Regions from separate parts of the Oryzias latipes genome. Here region 2 is linked to region 1. Evidence: chromatin contacts called from public Hi-C data. All regions are on one chromosome and are shown on one strand. Each heading gives the region's core, a stretch centred on a gene start, on an enhancer-like site or on the middle of the called end of the contact. The rest is flanking DNA. Distances are from core to core; before and after follow the strand shown. Region 1 holds the start of chd7 (chromodomain-helicase-DNA-binding protein 7). Region 2 overlaps chd7 (chromodomain-helicase-DNA-binding protein 7).

Region 1 (4,300 bases), core at 1,525-4,024:
AGTCCCAAAACTTTTGAAAATTGATCATGGAGGAGAAATTAATAACTGCAGTTTGTGTCAGCTGAAATTATAAGTTACCAAGTCTTTCATATATCGGAATAGAGAAAGCCTGGACCAATGTTTGCGAGGTTTGCACTGCTTCGATATTTCGCAATTAGCTTCTTACAACTGTAGGTGGTAGACACGCACTGGTAAACAGGAGAAATAGAAGAAGAAGAAGAAGCCCCTCACTGCTTACACCCTGGGCGCCACATGCCCAGTATAAAGCATGAATATTACTGTCATACTATTCCATTATTCCTTTCAAAATGAAATCTGTTTTTTCCCTTCTTTATTGTGCATTTTTTGGCTGCTGCAACTTATAGTTCGAAAAATACGGTACACTGGATTTGATCAACCAAATAAGCATCAACAAGTTGATTGAACGGTGCAATTCTAGCAACCAAAAAGTCTACCAGTAGCTGTTTCTGCAGAATGCTTGTGTTAGATTATTATGTATAACCTTAAAACTAAAAAATAAAATGTAAAAAGTTACTGCTGATTCCAAAACAGCTTCCAGAGCAAGGCGATGGCTGAAAGAGGGAAGGTTGCCTCATTTTTAACCACAAGAAAAGACGGAACGAGAGACCAGTGCAGAACATCTGTTGTGTGCTGTGTGTGTGTGTGTGTGTGTGTGTGTGTGTGGTCGGGGCCTCTTATCTCTCCCTCTGTGGCCCGCTAAACATGACTAGCTGCCATCTTGGCTCAGACACACGGCGGTGGGGGTAGCAACTCCTGGCTCTTTGGCAAACAGGAGCCAGGGAAACAACAAACACCTTACGTGTCACCCTCAATACGGCGGCGATGCGAAAACGAATACTAACCAGTCAATGTTTCGGGAAGTTTTGCCCCTCTTGAGTGAGACTTGGGAGATGCGTGCGCGCAGCCGGCTGATCATTATGCAAGTTAACTGCTTCCAGGACGCATTATGGAGAAAGATGGCAGAGAGACGCTCACTCAACAGTCCATGTCGATGAGACCGTGCAAGTTTCTGCTACCAAATAAAAAGAAAATGTCCCAATCGCGGCGACGCCCGGCAGGTGTTGTTACTTATTTCCTCCCGTCCACACAGAGTAACAAGTGTAGCCGACTACTTCACTTGAGAATACCGAAAACGATCGGTTTCAAACACCAAAAAAGATGCACAAAGAACATTTACGGCGACTTTAACAAAGATATATATTTTAACTCCTCAAAAAAAAGTCATAAAGTTGATCCCATTGCCAAAACAACAAGCGACCGAGCGATCCACCGACAGCAGGTTAGTAGGCAGCTCTGGATGAGAGAGGATGGGTTTCTGAAGTGGTTTGGCCGGACACAATAAGGATGGGAGCTGGCTAGCAGGCTAGCTGAACTTCTGTGTCCTCGCGCTGGGCCGACCTCCAGCGGCTAGCACGGCTAATTAGCCTATCAGCGGTATTTCGCACGTCGTTCCGGACCGGGGAACGGTTCTCTCATCTCGGTTTTTATTTCCGAAAAGCACTTTACCCCGAACCAAACGGAGGACAAAGTCGCAAAAATCTATATTTGTCTTTAATAGAAACGTGAATTCACGCAAACCTTGACTGAGAAAGCGTGAAAAACACTGTTTTATGGGATGACCGTCTAGCCTCCCCCCTCCTCCACTCCTGTCCCTTCCGTCCAATAAAACTAGCGACTACTACAAACACTTCACTCAGACTCCATTAAAATTCACAAAAAACACAACTGCGCGCGCTCATTTCGTTGTTTTTTCAACTTTAGTTGCGAACATTTGGTATAAATCCATCAAAAATGAGGGGCAAATGAGCCAAGTGTTGTCCGCTGGGAATCTCCCTCGGAGCTCCGCTCGGTGACTCACCTCTACGCTCGAGCCACCTCGTGTCTCCTGGAAGCTTCAACACAATTAGCTAACTGGGCTAACACTTTTAAACTGAATTAAGTCCGTTTTCAAATCCACAAAACCGCCTAAGTAGTTACGGAGGGACGCTACACAGGCGGAGAGCTCACCGTGGCGTTTCGTGGATTTTTTTCTCCCTTTCCACTTTTCAACTATCTACCAGGACTGTTGTGCGTCTCTGAGCGATGCAGCGGCTGGCAAAGCTAAACTTGCTATTGTTAGCATGTCGGCATGGCAGCTTCAATGACTTTAGTATCAAACGATAAATCTTTAGCACGATTTATCCCGAGATGAATGGAGTTCTCCCTTCAGCCAATGCCCTCCGGACTGGAAAAAGCACATAGCCCGCACGGCGGTTTAGAGTCCGATTGTCGAGCAAAAAAGTATGACAAACTTACTGACTATTCATTGATAAAATATAGGAGGTTTTTATTTATAACCGACGAAGACTGTAGAACCATTCCAACCAGATTGTTATTTGTACCCCCCCAAAAAATAGGAAAAAAATTGGCTTTAGGTTGCTTACCCAACAAGCTCGATCGGTTCGGGATTTTATCAAATCAACTCCTCGTCACCAGGGTAGAATCTCCGCTTGCTCGGAAAAAAACCCCATCCACCGCGATCCTTTTCAGTTTGAAATATAAATAAACAGGGGGAAAAAGTTCGTGTTTGCTGTTATTTTCATTCAATATTTCTCCGGCGTGTCTTGCATCCGCGACCTCGCCGACTAGTGTGTGTTGCTCTTCTCTCCTTTGTGTTAATTTCACTCAAATCGAGTTTAATCCGATCGATCCCTCGGCTGGTCGCGCTCCCGAGTCCTCCCCTCCAGACACTCGCTCACCTTCCTCGGCCAGGGGGGGCGCGCTCCCGAGGACCTCTCGTACAGATAAACAGCGGCGTGCGCGGTCACTGACCTCGGCCGTGCCCGCGTGACGCTTTCTCTGGACTCTCATTTGGATATGAAAATTAAAAACAAAGGCGTTAGTTTGATTTGACTGTGGACTCCTGTTTTGAAATGTTTATTAAAATTCAATTGTTTGTATTTAAATTAAAAAAATATGGGAGGGGGGGGGGGGCAACAAACTTGTACGGACTATTTTTAGTTTTTGCCTTATTTAAAAAAAGTATTCTTATTTATCCTTTTGGAGGTCCTGCAAACTTGTAATGGCAATTTTTACACCGGAAAGCTTATATCTCAATCATTGGACATACTTACTCAATTTTAACAGAATTAATTAGGTTCATGATTTTTTTATTAGTAAAACTTTTATTTCTGGATTCGTGTTTTTACAGCCATTGGAACAGAAAAAATGTTCTGTTTACAGGAAAAGTACATTCAAATTTAACTGGAAATAGTTTTTTTTTCTTCACATTTGCTACATAAATGTGCAGGAAGATGGTTCAAATAGAGGGTTTAATTCCCAGTATTTATTCAAATTTGCATTGTTTATGAATGGAAATGTTGACTTTAGGAGGAAGTGCAGCAGTTTTCTATAATAAATTCTGTTACAGATGCTAATGAGACCTTTTATGCTTTTTCTGTCTATTTGAACAATATTTATAAATTAACCAGAACTGATTGTGTAAAAAACAAACCGATAGCTAGCATCAAACATTCTGAACTAAAAATAAAAGGTTTTTTTTGTTTATATGGACTTTTAGATTCAAATCTTTCTGTTAAACACGGTGGCGGCACTATTATTATAGCTTTTTTTTCCCTCTTCTGCTACAGACCTAATTTAGACCTAATTGGCAAATAAAGGTAAACACACAAAAACAGTGTTACATCTTTAAACTCACAATCTCAATTTGGGACAAATGCTAACACCAGAGGTAGAGCGGTCAACATCTGTTCGGTTGATCACAGGTCTGATTCCTGCTTTGCCTGCCCACGTGGCGAAATGTCCTTGGGCAAGGCACTTAACCCCACATTGGTGGTTTTAGGTTGGCGCCAGGGTGCACCAACAGTGTGCGAATGTGTGTGTGCATGGGGGAATGGGACTGTGACTCTAAAGCGCTTTTGAGCGACGGTATAGTAAGGACAGGCCATTTTGGTTTATATTTAACATTTTTGTTAAAAGCTACTATAAACGGTTGATCTTGAAGAAATATAATTTTGAATCCCTTGACCCCTGTCAATGCAAATCAATTCAGAGGTCGAGGGTTTAAAAGAACACATCACGTTTGTATAAATATTCCCATTTCCCACAAACACATCTAGAGTGTGCATATTTCTAAGTAGCAAACATAAAGGCACATATTTGAAGAAATTGAGCATTGAATGTAGAGTTTTAGGACTTGTGTTCTGTACATTTTCACAGAAGGAAAGCATTGATAAAATAGAATATTTCCTATCAACTGTGTAATCTGATTGAATAAAAT
Region 2 (3,994 bases), core at 1,132-3,631, 49 kb before region 1:
ACACACGCGTACACACACTGCCTGAGGAAACACTAGCTTGGCGTCTGGCGCAGAGAGCGTTGTGGTTTGGCGAGGCGCCAAGCCTGGGGTCAGCTCTGAATGGAGCTGTGAGAAAAGGGGTGTGTATTTGTGTGGGTGCATGGAATTGGGGGGTAAACTCACTGACAGCTGGCAAGCAAAGGAGAAATGGCTGGAGACTTGTGCCATGTATGTGTTGGCTAATGACGGCGCTTTCTTTCGTTAAGGCGAATATAACAAGTCTTGGCCGACACACACAAAGTCAGCCTGATGCACAAAGAGCACCAAGCTCTCACACATCAGGAAATACAAGAACTCTTGTATCTGCTTAGCAAGTCAATCCGAGCCATTTTAGCCATGTGTGTGCACGCGTCCCAGTGTGCATAATCTGCTTAGGCCAGCTGTGGAGCGGCTAATCAGATGACGTAAACCGTGATTCCAGCCAGAGTGCCCATGCGTGCATCTCTTGGTGCCCTGCTTCATGGCGCCTTACCTGCTTTTTAGAGCTGCGCATGCCCATTATCTTCTCCACAACGGGACCCTCAACCTCACCCGCATCCTGAAAGAGAGCAAAAGTACTAAGTCTGAGCCCAGCTGAAGGAGGATGTAATTCCCTAAAGCTGTGGGGAATTTTGTAAGCAAAAGGTTTTTTCAAGATTATACCGTCAACATTGCTAAAAAAAATCTTTATAAACACTAACGTCAAATCCATGTTTATGTAAAAAGATAGAACTTTACCACATGTGAGATTCTTTCTGTATACACAAAAACAACAGCCAACTTGACAATGATTCAACTCCAACAACACTCCAATAATCCAAGGTAAACCAATTATCAGGAACCCAAGCTTCACCTGCTGCTGTGACGAGGATGAGGGAGATTTCGGTGTTGTCGAGTCATCTCCACTGTCGTCATCCTCAGAGATCCTAAACTCCAAGTCTTCGGTGTACCTCTTCCTCTTCACCTGGCGGCTTGAACGACGCTTCTGAAAAGAGAAAAGTGACAAATGACGGATTTTCTTTTCAAAACCAAACTCCCAATTTTCTTGAATAACAAATGTATTTAAATAATTTTTAGTTGATCAACATCAAACAAAATCCAGCTATTAAATCAAACAATCGTTTTTACCAAACTGGCATTTACGATTTAAAGAACAATTCCAAGAAAAAATGTTTTGTGTTTTTTTTTCATGTTCTTGTAGCATTTGTTTTGGGGTGATTGAGGACATATATGCATTTCTGAGTATTTCTTTATTCAAATCAATGTGAATCAGGAGCAGATTAAAAACAAATGCAGTTTCAAAAAGCCTGTAGCTGTGACATAGGTGCTGCAGTCGCCACAAGCTCCCTGCTCTGCTCCATCCTCTTCTAGACAAATAGATCCATGTACGTCTTTGTTTTCCTCGACTGATGTTGCATCAGGCTCAAAACTGTACGGCTGGATAGCTCGCCATTTTTGCTGCACCGGTATGTTAGGTTGGGGGTATGAAGGCCTGTAAGTTAGCAGGACCAGGATAAACACAGAGCTCTCAGTTATGGGTGATGGGAAGGGGGGGGTTGCTTTGTGCCAACGGTCACGCCCGCAACTCAGAGGTATATTTCTAATTAACTCCTGCCGCTTTGCAGAAGCTATGTGCTAAAAAAAGGACACAGGTTTTATGATTTTGGCTAAAAGTGGTATAATCATAATCAAAAGACCACTGGGAAACACTTAAAATAGATCACAAGATGATCGGAGTGAGACTTAAAAGTTTGATGCGAAGGTTTTCTGGGTTTGTAGAAAGTGAAATCAAAGAGTTCTGAATGTTTAAGTGTACACAGCATGTTATTTGGGGAAAAGGATAACAGGAGCAGCAGCTGAAAAGTTGCTGACTGTAAAGAAGGTGAACTTGGCTCAGGTCCTATCTGCTTGCTCTATCAACAAGGCCGGCTTACAACACAAACATTAACTGGCTCAGTGCCCTCTGTTCCTGCAAACTGTGACGCAAAGGAATCTGCAATGATTTTATGGTCCTTTCCTCTGCACTTTGGAAAACCATCACAGTGTTTACCTGTAACTTCATCTATTCAGGAGGGAGCTGAAAAGCAAACATGTAGACTCTGCTCATCTTGTACCTGTACACCATCGTCCTCCTCTTCGTCAGCAGGGGAGGGAGGTGGGGACTTCACCTCCACTTCTTCACTGACGGATAACTCTCTCTTTCTCTTTGAATCCTTCTTAGCAGCACTAGCCCCACCCTCTGACTCCACCTTTTTACTGCTGGAGAAAGAAGAGAGAAAAGTTAGATCCAATGATTTAAAAAAAAAAGTCAAAATAACACATCACAGTGCTAATGTTTATTAAGTTACTTCTGCAACACCCCACCTAGCCTCATGTGTTTGTGTGAGTGTGTGTGCCAACTGTCCCACGGCAATTGCCATGTTTGATTTACCCATTTAGAAATCATTAGTGTGCCTCAGGCTCTGGCACACAGGGGGTTAATATGATGAAAGACTGCATGGAGGCACAGGGAGCAAGATGGAGAGATAGAAGCCCAGAGAGGGGGAGGGGGTTGTCCAGTGAGACAGATATGGGTAGAGAGGGAGGGAGACAGGCAGACAGACAGACAGAGAGAGAGGCCCCACAGGGAGGAGGGGGGGAGGCGCTCGGAGGCCCTCAGGCTCTCTCTAATCTCTGGCATGGAAAAAGAAAAAAAAAAAAAAAAAAGAGGAGCTGGCTCCATCTGCGAGTGTGTGTGCATTCACACCACAGAGGTGAGAGGACACTCAGCATCCCTCCTCTTGTCTGTACTTCTAATGTCATTTGCACAGAGCACAAATGTGCATGATGAAGGCCTGGTGGTGATCTTCCATACCCCACTGGAACACGAACAACCCATTCGGATGGACCCAGGGGTTCATACAAAGCCCAGGTATGTTTGGTTTCAGCGACCCCTCTCCACGTAAAGCATCGTTCACGTCGCACGTAGGGCTGGGCGATAAAACGATAATTATCGTTATTGCGATATTACCTTTTTTCGATAGCGAAATTAGTCTATTGCGATAAACTTTCGTTTTAAATGAACACGGGAGAAACCCCCGGAAGACCCGCCCTCTTGTCCAATCAGAATTAAGTATCACAGGGCTAGCCCAATCACTGAATAAACTGCGCCACGTCTAGTTAGAGTGAACGTTATTTACAAGCTAGGATGCAAGCTAGTATCTGCATGCGTTGCAAATCCTAACACTTGCAGAAAATGAATGTTCCGTCTGAAGAGAAGTTAACAAACTCGAGCCAAGCGGGCGCAGATAAAGGTTCAAGAGGCATTGTAGAACGGACCGGCCCGAAAAGTTCCGCCGTGTGGACGTTTTTCGGTTATCTAAAGTCGGATAAAATTCAAAGTACGTCTACTGCAAATTGTGCCAAAGATACGTTCCTAATAAATGTGGAAATACCACCAACCTTTTCTCACTTAAAGCAGCACCACCCCCTCGAGCATGCTCAATGCCAGACTTCAAAAACAACGGTAAGACCTGCGCTGCAGCAGCAGTCTTTACATTCGGCATTTTCCAATGTAACGCCATACGACAAAAAATCGAAGAGACATTGCGACATCACAAATGCTGTAGCCTACTGTCTGGCCAAAGACATGCTACCAATAAACACAGTCGAAAATGACATAACATAATTGTGTGTCAATTTTTTGTCTATTTTTCTGTTAAACTTGAGAGTTCAAACATTTGAATTTATTTGTGGTCTTTTAAAACTGTGTGCAATAAAGATTACTTTGAAAAATATAGTTATTTGATATCGTTTTTAATATCGTTATCGCACAATATGAAAAAAACAATATCGTGATATGAAAAATCCAATATCGCCCAGCCCTAGTCGCACGTGATTTGTGGAGTAGTTGTATCCAGTTTTAACGTTAAGTCTATATACAGATGCAATCAGAAGTCATGCGGCCTGATTTGAGTGTCAGCCGCAGTGGCAATCG

Evidence for each region. A called contact is a pair of places that touch in the nucleus more often than the background predicts.
Region 2: a contact with region 1 is called in a Hi-C map of embryo, with 1.8 times the contacts expected there. The contact joins the enhancer-like site here to the promoter of chd7 in region 1. A contact is called at or near these places in 4 of 5 Hi-C or Micro-C datasets (embryo, fibroblasts and gastrula embryo).

The regions. Positions count from the first base shown.
Region 1 is chr17:20,966,516-20,970,815 of ASM223467v1, reverse strand. chd7 (chromodomain-helicase-DNA-binding protein 7) reads right to left here and starts at 2,774. Exons shown (of 41, transcript XM_023965274.1): 1 at 2,445-2,774.
Region 2 is chr17:21,015,093-21,019,086 of ASM223467v1, reverse strand. chd7 (chromodomain-helicase-DNA-binding protein 7) reads right to left here. Exons shown (of 41, transcript XM_023965274.1): 5 at 2,133-2,277; 6 at 872-1,003; 7 at 512-577. Among protein-coding and RNA genes, the nearest start is that of chd7, 49 kb to the right of the region's middle. Within about 2 kb of position 2,381, at least 6 of the 8 cell types and tissues checked have an H3K27ac peak or open chromatin away from gene starts, as enhancers often do. A contact at or near this core is called in gastrula embryo, where this site is marked.